2 separate regions of the Oryctolagus cuniculus genome follow, and region 1 is linked to region 2. A link is a contact called in public Hi-C data. All regions are on one chromosome and are shown on one strand. The core of a region is the stretch at or near the end of the contact, and the rest is flanking DNA. Distances in the headings are between cores, read along the strand shown.

Region 1 (6,545 bases), core at 2,070-4,569, 640 kb after region 2:
AACAATTCCTGGAAAAATTCTGAAAGAATGTCAGCTTAGTGGTATGCTGTTAATATACCAAATTGTTCCTTGTACATCTTAAAAGACACCCTCTGTCTTAAATGTTATTTCATTGAACCATTGCATGTTAATATTTATAAATATTTTTATTTGAGTATCATAACAGGTTCCATCTCAAAGTTATATAAATTAATAATTCATGTATAAGCATTTATAAAAGTTTACATGTATAATTCATTTTAAGTATTTTCTATCATTGAGTTTTTTCTTATAAACTGTAATATGCTTTCACATACATCCTCATTTGCACATCTCAGTGATATTACAATTAAAAATTAAACTCAAAAATTAATAAATTTCCAAAAATTGGAAGTAATGAAAAATATATATGACTCAAATTATTAGGAAAACCTGACAGAGTATAAGGCATTGAGTTACAATTGTGGGCAGGACCACAGATTTAGTTTGTTGTAATAGGTTTTATAGTCAAAACAAATAAAGAATGCCTTCTAAACCTTTATAATTGAAATATAATAAGTGGTGATATTTTTTCACCTTATATTTTAAAAACAAACATTTCCAGGTAAAATTTGTTTTCAGTGAATACCAGAGAATTAGTTCCTCCAAGGCAGCATTTTTTAATCTACTTTTCTCATGCAATGGAAGAGAATCTTTCATATTTACTGTGAAGAGAATGTTGGGGTTTATTTTTAGACTTATTCTATTGGACAGTACTGGTTTGCTTTTATAAAACATATGCTTCTAAGATCTACAAGGATAGAATGTCACTGAATTCCTTAATTTGTTCCTTTTACATTTTTACACCTTACTCTTTTTTTGTTAGAAGTTTACATTTTAAGATCATTTCAATTTCTTATCATATAGAGTTCACTTTAGGATAGAATTTTTCATATGGATTCACACTTAGAAATTTAATGACTAGAATAAGGCTACTAACACTTGGCTTACTTCTCACATGAGACATTATACTTTCAATATGAGTGAGAGTTTGGGGGCTATAACTTGAAGCAGGATTTGAAACAGCATGTTAGGAACTCAAAAGCAGAAAACAGAATTTACTTTTTCTCTTAAAGTGGCTTCTGCTACAGCACACCATGTCTGTGGCTTCTCACCTGAAACGGTTTTAGGTCTGAAAGGTTTATGTTCCTCACATGCGTGAACATACACGCTCTCTCTTTGTCTCTTTCACAGATTTTTCGTAGCATCTTCAGGGAAATCCACTGCATGCAAAAATTAAATGTGTGTTAGTAATTTTAAAAATAGAAGATGATTTTGTTAATTTTTTAAAAAATCTAAAATGACTTCTTTAAGAGTTCACAGCCACAGTTGAGTAATTGGCTGTGATTTCTTGCACTGTCAGGACACATCTTCTTGTAAGTAAGCAGATGGCTTGACCACATAGTTGGGACACAGAAAAAATCTGTGTGACTGCATCCACAATAGTGAGCTCTTTGGTGACTCCTGAACATAATTGGAATACAGGTTTCTAGAAGTAACCATAAAATAATCAGCCAAGTATTGACATCTTACACCAGCAATAATTTTCCCTTTCCAGCTCAAGCAAATCTAGTTCATGAAATGAAAATTTTGATCTCACTTTTACTGTGTGAATTTACTTACCAAAAGTTTCCAACAACTATTTGATATTAGTACTCCATGCTTTTAGAGGGCCTTTCTTCATTACATTTGAAAATCCTTTAGGAAAAAAAAATGTATGGGTAGTCCCTTGTTAATAGTGTTGAAAACAGGACAAGAATATAAACGGGGCAGTTGTATAAGGTTGACACTGCCTGGACTAACAGAAAAGATCCTTCCCATCCTTTTTCTCATTTACTTTCATTTACACATGGAGCCACAGTCTATGTGAAAGACGAGATGGTATTCTTTCTCTTGGCTTTCAATGTGACTTGGAGCTTCTTAAGGTTTTTTCAGATGATAGCTGCTGACTCTTATTTTGTACTTTGCAAATTCCTCAACATTCAAGGCACTTCATAACCTGCTGTTATTTGGAGGAGAAAAGAATTTTTAGATTTCTGTCTAAAACTAATTCCAAACAATGATTAAGCTTACAATTCCAACTCAATGCCCAGAAAAGCCATTTGTGGTTGTTTTAATTATGTTAGGCTATATCTGCTGGAACCACAGCCAACCCACTTGAAGTTTCCTTCAAGAGTCTGGTCAAATTATAGCCCCCTTTTAAATTCATCTTATACTCTCCTTAGATGCGAAGAAGGTGTTGCTCATTGGTGTTAACTCCCCTCCCAAGTCCTTACTTTTTCCTTAAAAATGAAAACTTAAATCCTTATAACCATTTTAAAAAGTCTAAAATCTCTCAACTGCACCAGCACAATTACAATCAAATTCTCAATGTTAATCAATCTCTCTCTCTCTCTCTCTCTCTCTCTCTCTGTTTCCACTCTTCCCTCTCTTCTGCTTCTCTTCTTTTCTCCCTTCCTTCCTCACTTCCTCCCATAATTTGGTTTGCTTTTCCCTTAATTTGTCTAAATAAAATAAAAGCAAAAATTCCTTTAGCACAATAGATATGCTTTGGCTGATTAAGATCTGTTGGAGGATTTGGCTTCTCATCTTTCTCCGCTACTCATTTGCAGCCTGGCTGTAGGTGATTTTCTTAGGCTCTCTGTGATTCATCCTTAAACCTGGAAGAATTTTTTTCTTTAATCTTCATAGCATTTCCATCCTGAGGTCCTGCTATAATGTAATAATGAATATGAACCCATTTGTAAACATGAAGTGCTTTATGAATTCCACATAGTAGTAATGGCATTTATCTTGTGTCTTCCCCACTTAATAGTAAAATTCACATTAGCAAAACATGTATGAAGAGTGTTGCATATCTTGTGTTTATAAAAGTTAAAAGTTGGATGATAAACTTCTAATAGCTGTCAGCTGTAACATAAACCAGGAAGTCTGTGTGGGGCAGAATGTACCCATTTGCAAAAAAAAAAAAAAAGAACAAACCAGTAGCTTTCTCCCATGGTTAGAAATAGAGTGACACTTTAAACCAATCAGAAACTGGGATTTCCCGAAGTGCTGAAACTCGAGAACCATTTACTTGGTGGCTTTTTGTAATATAATTGACGCAAGTGATGCAGATTTGCAATATGAATTTTCAACATTCTTTGGTCTTTCAGTGCTTAATGTTTCTTTCTCATCTCTCCCTCCCCCTTGTTGCAGGGTGAAATGGCTCCATTTTCCTGGGCAGCCCTGCATGGTAAATTCAGGTCTCTGCTTACAACAGAACCTAGGGAAGATTTGTGACAGATGGGGCTAAGTCACAAACTTGCAGCCTAAGGCAGAATCTGAAGAACTTTCCAGAGTGTGCCCATATTTACCTGATCAGAGAGAAAAGAAAATCTGCAGAGGAAGCTGAGCCTGGCTGCTTGTCATAGCTGACACGGAGCCATCTGCCACAAACCTGTGGCAGCTTCAGATCTCCAATCCCTGCCACCACCCCAACCCAAATTAAATACAGATTCCTAGAGACGCTATGATGGTTACACATGTCCTCGGCATCACATGTAGGAGACTGTTCAAAAAAAAATATGTGGCCTGTTGTATAACCGCACTCATGTATCCCATATGTGGTGCCACATTGAATTTCCGGTTGAATCCGTTTTTATCCTTTGTACTGGATGACATGGTGCCTGAATTCTTTCTTTTCGCCGACACGATGGCAGCCAAACTGCAGCTTCAAACACTCACACTTGGCTGGGTTTCTACCTAGGTTGCCAGGTTATCATCGGAGCCCTCTTGTGTCCTCAGAGGGCCACCGGGCCTGGAAGGAGGATCAGAATGCTGCCGGACTAATTGGGCAGCCATCTCGGAATGGTTTGTGGGCAAAGGGCTGCTTTAGCACTTTTCTTTTAGCAAATTAATGACTCTCCGGCACAGGGGTTTTTAAGCGAAGGTATTAATAAGGGGTCTGGCAGGTATTCCCATGATTCACAGAGTTACATTTGCATTTAATTAATCTCAAAGAAAGTTGCAAGATAAACAGCTGTAATTCGGACAAACATGGCAAATACAGTAAGAGGGGCCATCCCGCCCATAAAATGAACACTGAGGTAATTGTTTTAATTTTTTTTGAGGCATTAAAAGTAGAGAATTCAAAATACTTCTCACAAAACTAGTAATTTTGATTAAAAAAAAATTCTCAGAAGTGTTTGTATCCAGCTTGAAATATGATCTTTTCCAGATAAATCACTTAAATTCCAATAGTCAAGCTGCTATTTTTGTTGATTTAAAGATGTTTTGAATGGGTATATGGCAAAATAAATTTTTAATAAACTGTCCACTGCAGTGTTTAATTAGCATATTCAGTTAGGTAGAAGTGTGTACATCTATCTGTATGTTTCTCGCTGAGGGTTTTCTTTGTGTCAGAGACAACGAATACAATTGTTTCCTTTCCGGATGAACAAGGATCTGTTTTGCAAATGTTTGTAAGATATTATGACATTTCCAAGATTTTCTTTGCATTCTGGAAAGCAGGAGGTAAACATTTGTAGTCATTAAGGTAAAGTCTGTTGATAAACCGTCTTCTGTTTACTGACAGGTAAATTGTAACTTTCTTAGCTTTTGAAATGAATAACTTCTATACACTGCAGAGTGAGGAGCAGTAGGGAAAGGTGGCTAGCCAAGGCCCAAGCCTGGCTCTCTGGCTTCTACAAGGATTGAGTGATCTAGCAGACATCCCCACGTTGAGTGAACAATGTCTCAGATATCCAGTAGGGCCCATTTCACAGGTAGCAAAATCGAAAGCAGGCACAAGGTCAAGGTTAGAGAGCCATGCACAGCCCTAGGGATAGGGGCAGTCTTGCAGATCACAAGAGGCAGTTCAGAGTCCATGAGGCCTGGGACTCTGAAGATAGAAAGTGTAAGAAGTGGAAACAACAAGCTCTACCTTGGAACAGAAACTCCTCTCCCCAGCCAGCCTGAGATCCGTCACATAGGATGGGCCACCACAGCACTGGCTTCGGCTCAAGCCTCTGAACAAACTTCTCCCTCACCCATAGAACAAAGGGCTCGGGAACGCTTATGGAAGCGCCTGCCAGTCAACTGAAGCCTGAGGAACTTGGCTTCTAGCAGAGGTGCTCCTTTTGAGAGCAAAACCAAAGATATGACTGTAAACAAGAAGTTCTCAGGCACTTCTTCTGGGGCAGGGTTACACTTCATGCCCTCTGCTGAGGTGGGTCAGACTAGTCAATTTGCTTCAGTCACCGAGGTACAATGTCACGGATGATGTCTTCTCAAGATAATATTACAATCTGACAGCAGAGATTCCTTTCCAAGGTTTTCTGTCCTGAAAACAGTGGGCTCACGTTTCATAGTGCATAGCATCTTTTTTTTTTTTTTTTTTGTACAGGCAGACTTAGTGAGAGAGAGAGAGAGACAGAGAGAAAGGTCTTCCTTCTGTTGGTTCACCCCCAAATGGCCGCTACGGCCAGCGCTGCGCCAGTCCGAAGCCAGGAGCCAGGTGCTTCCTCCTGGTCTCCCATGCGGGTGCAGGGGCCCAAGCACTTGAGCCATCCTTCACTGCCTTCCCGGGCCACAGCAGAGAGCTGGACTGGAAGAGGAGCAACCAGGACAGAATCCAGCGCCCCAACTGGGACTAGAACCCAGGATACTGGCACCGCAGGCAGAGGATTAGCCAAGTGAGCCGCGGCACTGGCCAATAGTGCATAGCATCTTACATGCACAACAACTATCCATGTATGCTTCCTTGCTAATTCATGGAGAAAATACATGAGATACTTTTCAGACCATAAATCTAAATATTTAAATATTTTATGATTGGGGAAAAATGTGATATTGAAAGTTATCCATGTATGGGTGTGTGTGTTTTTTTTTTTTTTTAAGATTTATCTATTTGCAAGTCAGAATCACAGAAATAAAGAGGAAGAGACAGAGAGAGAGAGAGAGAGAGAGAGAGAGAGAGAGAGAGACCTTCCAGCTGCTGGTTCACTCCCCAAATGGCCACAACAGCCAGTGCTGAGGCAGGTCGAAGTCAGGAGCTTTATCCTAGTCTCCCACATGGGTACAGGGGCCCAAGCACTAGGACTATCCTCCACAGCTTTCCCAGGAAAATTAGCAGGGATCTGGCTGGGAAGTGGAGCAGCTGGGACCAGAACCAGCACCCATATGGGATGCTGGCCTCCCTGGCAACAGCTTCACCCACTACAACATAAAGCAGCCCCATATGGGTGTTTTTCTATGCCCAAATCCAGTTTTTCGTCTTTAGCTATGGCCAGCATTCCTTCCAATATTAAAAAAAGTTATGAGTTTTGAAAATGATGCTGCCATATTTGGTATCAGTGCATAAATGCAATAAAAAATTGTAGAAGTATAAAAGATGTAGCTGGGACAGGCATTTAGCCTCGTGATTGAGTTGCCCATGAAGCTGCCCATGTTCCATATAGAAGTACATAGGGTTGATTCCCAGCTTCAGCTCCTAAGTCTAGATTCCTGCTAAAGCAAATCCTGGAAGACAGTGGTGATGGCTCAAG
Region 2 (5,696 bases), core at 2,258-4,757:
TCCTGGGGTCTCCCTTATCATCCTTGGCTTGCAACTCTAAAAAGAAGTTGTCCACCTCCCGCGTAACCACACAGGGTCGAAAGAATCCCTCCAGAAGAAAGATCAATTCCGTCTCTAAACGAGAACTGGTTCCTTCTTCCTCTTCTTATTTTCTCTACATTGTACAAAATAAACAAAATTTGCTTTTTAAAAAAAAATTAGCTGTGGCCAAATTCGAATTCCTTCTGCAGCCTGCGTGTTCAAGGGCAGAAACATTGTATCTCCCCGGGCATCTGGGGAGGGCGAGCGGAGCGGGGGGCGGGGAGCGGCTGTGAAAGTTGAGGAAATTGACAGACTGAGAGGTGAATGGGGGGACAGGCACAGGGTCCTGGCTGCCGGGAACTGGAAAACAAAAGTGCATCCTTCTCACCCTGCCTGAGTGGAGGGAATCCTGAGGGAGGCAATTTGTCTTACCCAAGGAAACCCTAAGGAATTGTTTTCTCCCCTCCAACGTCGACTGCAGTAGTATTTCACATTTGCATGTATGTATCTGTTGTTTTAATCCCCTTCCTCCGCGCTGATCTCGGAGTGGATTATTCATGGGGAAGACAAGACCAGAAAGGAGCAGTTCATTTGCAGGACTTGTTTTCCTGCGGGAGGAGCCCAAAGCCAGCAGCCCCCAGTCCTCTCTCGACTTTTCCCTGCGTCCTGCGCTCCTGCATCCCGCTGATCCCACGATCCCTATTGTCCCCGACCTGGCCCTCGGACTGAGTGTTCCGAACAAATTTATATGCGGGCTTCCTCCGGTCCCAACGCATCTGCGCTGCTGGGAACTCTCTCGGCCAAACGCCTGGGGAGGGGCGTGCCAAGTAGGGGCGGTGGGCAACCTAGCTGCGCGCTCAGCCCTCACAGGGACCCTTCTCGTGCCATGATCCAAGGGTCCACCTGGATGGAAACCTGAACTATTGGTGTCCCTTCCCTTGTTTAAACCCCATCAAATATTTGTGTATCGGAACTCCCTGTGTTAAATGTTGGGGGCTGCCTCCTGCCACTCCAACGATTACTGAGCCCGGGGTAATCAGATGATTAGGTGCTTTTAATGGTCTTTTTTTTTTTTTAATGTCAGATCCTAAGTAACCTGACATTTAATATACATAATAAAGACAAGTGTTTTGTTAGCTATTCGATTGGATCCTTTGACCTGAGGTGATGCTTCTGTGTATCTGGGCTGTAGGCTTCCAGTAGCTACCTGGGCTCCTGGAGGGGAGCTTTGCCTGAACTGTGGGCAATGGGCTCCTGCTTTCTCCAGCACTGGAGTAGGGCAGCTGAGAAGCAAACTTCCAGAGAAATCCAGATTCCAATTTTCTAAATAAAAAATGAGAGAGAGAGGAGGAGGAAGATATTCACAGTGGTGATAAATCTCAGAGGAGGAACTTGATAAGTCATAGGTATATTTAGTTTAGATATATAATGGCAAGATAAATGTAAAATATAAAATTAAGAATGTATCTGACCCATGTTGGAAATCTTTTTCTTGACTACTAAATTGTTTTTAGACTGCGGATCTTGAATATTCCTCTTTTGTAGGAAATACTTTATCTGTTATGGGGATGGGAAGAGACTCATTTATCCAACTATTCTCTTTGTAATAGACTCAAATTGGGAAAGAGGTGAGCCTGAGAAAATTGACTTTTTTGCAACCTGGAACAAGCTCTAACTGTGGTCATGCTGGGTGGTTATTACTCTCCCCCCTCCCCATACACACCCCACACACGCACTCAATAAATAAATATACGGAATACAAAACATACAACATACAAAATACCTCTGGGAGTGTGGATGTGGCAACCCATGTGGTGGCTTTTCCCTCTTTTGAGTGCAATTGCTAGTGACTCTTGCATTCAAAGTCTTGCTTTAGGCACACATTCAAAGCACAGTTCAAAGCAGTTTATCTTAATATAAGTAAAAGTCTAGTGTTGGATCAGGGTATTATTTGTTTCAGATTTCATCAGACTGAAAACAGAGGGCTGTAACATATTGAACAGTATTAACAGCGGAAAAATTGGTGTGAGACAGCTCTGTGTGCTCTTCCCACCTTCACCTTACTTTTCTAAGGAAGCCCAAAATATGTGGGATTGGAAGTTTATTTGTGCTTTGAGGTTCTAAAGTACTTTCACTCTTAAAAAAAAAAAAAAAAAAAAGCCTCCCAGGACTTTAAGAAATTGAGCCTGAACCATCGGAGGCTAAGAGATTTCTTCCTTTTCCGATAAATGCTTGTGTGCAGCATCCTCAAATTTGGCTGTCTTTATTTACTTCTATATTAGTTCCAATTATGTGCAGTGTAAACCAGCTTTTTGATGAACAAAACAGCAGAGCATTGGTTAAGAACACTTAAACTTCAAAAAAAAAATTCCCCTGGGAAGTGGGCTCTGAATTGGTTAATAATGTGCAGTACTTGCTAAATTGCTGACTTCCAGATGTGGAAAATATCTTTCTTGTTTAGGACCTATGTAACCTGATTGGATTACGACAGAAGCGTCACGTTGGAAGCTTTTGAGTGATTATTTAATTAACCATACAGTAGAAAGCTGTATTCTCCAGGAAATCCCTTCCATATTTGCATAACCAATCCCTTCAGAGCAAAGGTGGAGTCTTTTCTTTTTAATTTTACTTTAATTGCAATATCAAAAAAAAGTACTCCAAAACTCAGACCCCATGTCGTTTAATATCCCGCTCTCCCTTCCCTGCTAAGTTCCTCTATGGCCTTTCTCTTTTTCCTCCTTCCTCCCTACACACACTCTCTCACTTTGTAGTAAGGTCTCGGTGAGATGTAGAGAGACTCAAAGATCAGTCAACCCAGTGCTCTATGTTAATTTACTTAGAGACCCTTCATTAAAATGCCAAACTACTTTTAAATATTGGGTTCCAATCCCAATCACACACACACATACACACACACACCCCCTAAGATTCAGTTCACATACAGCATTTCTCCCCCTAGCTCTGGCTTTTTTTTTTTTTTTTTTTTTTTAATTTAAGAGAAAGGATAAAGCCGTGCTAAGATACTCATGCTATTAGATGTGCATCTCAAATCTGGTCACTTAAGCTATCTGCACAAGAAGAGGCAATATAGATTGAGGACCCGGGATCTTTCCCTTTAACTTTCGCCCCTCGGAGTTCTCCAGTTCTGTGAATGGTGTGCACCGTTTTCCGCCCTGTACTCTGTAGGATTTAGTGATGAGGATAATGATGCCAAAGGCTGGGGGGGGGGGGGGGGGCGTGGAGAAGGGAGGGAGGGAGGGAGGGAGGCGAGAGGGAGGGAGAGAGGAAGGGAGGGAGGTGGAATTTCATTTCTTCCACTAAAGCGTTTGCGGAGACTTCAAGGTATAATCTATCCCAGATCCTTTCCCAGAGAGAAACTTGGCGATCACGTTTTCACATGATGCTCACGCTCAGGGCGCTTCAATTATCCCTCCCCACAAAGATAGGTGGCGCGTGTTTCAGGGTCTCTCCTCTCTCTCCTACAGAAAAGAAAAAGAAAAAAATGTCATTAGAAGAGGCGTAACACGTCAGTCCGTCCCCAGGTTTGTGTTTCCTGGAGTGGCCGAAAGAGATCAGTTCTAACCTGCTCCGCAGGAATAACGGTCCTGCCTCCCGACACTCTTGGCGAGGTTTTGTGCAGTTTACTCCGGGAGCTGTTTCTTCGCTTCCACCTTTTTCTCCCCCACACTTCGCGGCTTCTTCATGCTTTTTCTTCTCACCATTTCTGGCCAAAACTACAAACAAGACTTCGCAGGTAGGTTTTTTTCCCCTCCTTTTTTCCCCTCTTTTTATCCTTTTTTTGGTGTGCTCGTCACCCATCCTCCTTTCTAATGCTCTCATTTTGAGTGGGGATGTGAGTGTGAAGTGAGAGGGGTGTCTGTGGGTAGGAATTTCAGGTGGGTGAAGTCTTTTATGGCGTGCTTTTCCCAAGAGTGGCTTCCTCGCTTTTTCTCTCACACTCTCGCTCAGTCTCCTTCCTTTTCTCTCCTTTTTGTCCCCCGCCCAAAATAATTTGCCCTGTACCTGTCCATTCAGGTAACCAAAGGTGCCTTTTGCTACCCTGCCTAGGAAAAGTTTTTTTGGGGAACTGTATGGCTGAAATAAAAACTCGTCCAAGGGAAAGCTTCTGCTGTATTTTTGCATCTACTTCCAAATCATTATAGTCAGTAATTAAAACTTGGCAAATACCTGTTAATAATTACAAAACTTGATCGATGCAAACCTACCAAATTTCGGGGGCCAGTCTTGCTGTTAGACATGGCAGTGCTGCCTCTCCCACCGGGGAAGGCTGTTTTCTAAGCAGAAAGTTGCCTGTTTTTGTCTGCTTAGCGAGTTTCATTTCTTTATTTCATTCTGTGTGTGTGTATGTGTGTGAAGTAACACCTCACTTCTGTGATAATAAATAAAGAAGTGAAAGTCCTCATGGAACTTGAGTCCTTTACCAAAGTGGAAGGGGGGGGCTCACTACAGCTGGGAAGAAAAGTACTTCAGGATATCTGGGTTTTAAATAAGCCTAACTTTTGAAATTGTATTTTAAATGGCAAAGTCTCATAGCCATAGATTTAATAGGAGACACACATACACACATATATCCCATTCTACACTTTGGCACTGGAAAGTCGAGGGAGAGATAGCAGGAGTTCCCAGGAAGAGTGGTGAGCCCTGCGAACATGAATGTGTTTATCTTCCACCTTCTCATATATTTTACATGCTCCTCCTGTAATGAGGAGGGCACGATTGCTAACTCCAGAGTTAGGAATAACAGGCAAAGATAAAGTTTATAGCACAAATGCCCTGTCTCTCCCTCACACACCCATGCTCATAAAGCTAACAACTTACTTTATTAAACATGTATTTATATTCAATCGCGTGTAAGTCTCAGCATGAATACAGACAGGCCAGCTGCTTGGTCCCAGACACTTGTGTGACCATTTCTTTATTTCAGGATTCCTCTCCCCCACCCTCACCCCAATTTCAACTCAACAGGACAGGCAAGAAATGATAAAATGTGTCAAACTTCAATGAAACGTCTCCTACTGTATATGCTTAGGTAAATTTAAGGTGCTTTCTGAAACATCCACTTCCCCTTCTCTCCGCACCCCCCCTCCCCTCTCAGCAAACGTGTGGAAACTGATACTCACTTTCCAGGTTTTCCGCAAAGCTGCTCGCACAGGAGACAATAGGTGCGGGGCGTGGGGACCGAGTGTGCTCGGCAGAGAAAGGGTTAATGGCCCTTGTGTTACAGTTTGCATCTGTTACATCTTTTATAGCCCCCTGTTTAAACTAATCCTGGAGGCACAGCATCTTCCCAACCTCCACCGAGTTTCAGGATTCTCCTCCTCTGCTGCCTGCCTCCGAGTCCCCTTTCTCCAAGTTTTGACAGTTTCAGCTGAAAACATGCAGCGCCTCTCTCGATTTTTAGGTACAAAAGTTTCGAAGCCAGAAAGGATACGATCATTTAGGACAGCTTAAAAGTCTTGCCGTGCTGGTTGGACTTTCTCTTTCCTTTCTTGGGGGGGGGGGGGGGGGAGAAAAAGCAACATTTCTGCTGGAACTATTTATGGGAACCAGCGTGGGGGAGTATGTGTGCGAGTGAGGTGGGGGCAAATACTTAAGCAAATATTGTCAAAGTGGCGGGGTGGGGGGGGGAGGGACGGTGTCCAAAGAGGCTTATA

Evidence for each region. Hi-C and Micro-C count contacts between places; a contact is called where the count stands out from the background.
Region 1: a Hi-C map of skin fibroblasts shows a contact between it and region 2, with 2.6 times the contacts expected there. The contact joins the enhancer-like site here to the promoter of ZEB2 in region 2. A contact is called at or near these places in 2 of 6 Hi-C or Micro-C datasets (skin fibroblasts and an unstated tissue).

The regions. Positions count from the first base shown.
Region 1 is chr3:98,551,687-98,558,231 of mOryCun1.1, forward strand. It overlaps GTDC1 (glycosyltransferase like domain containing 1), which reads left to right. Exons shown (of 9, transcript XM_070070977.1): 9 at 3,217-4,334. The coding sequence ends at 3,313. Among named protein-coding and RNA genes, the nearest start is that of GTDC1, 430 kb to the left of the region's middle. Within about 2 kb of position 3,320, at least 1 of the 8 cell types and tissues checked has an H3K27ac peak or open chromatin away from gene starts, as enhancers often do.
Region 2 is chr3:97,907,708-97,913,403 of mOryCun1.1, forward strand. It overlaps ZEB2 (zinc finger E-box binding homeobox 2), which reads left to right and starts at 3,508. Exons shown (of 9, transcript XM_070070969.1): 1 at 3,508-3,775. It overlaps LOC108176842 (a long non-coding RNA gene), which reads right to left and starts at 5,333. Exons shown (of 3, transcript XR_011387303.1): 1 at 5,163-5,333; 2 at 3,605-3,755; 3 at 2,988-3,500. It overlaps LOC138849002 (a long non-coding RNA gene), which reads left to right. Exons shown (of 2, transcript XR_011387302.1): 2 at 1-197.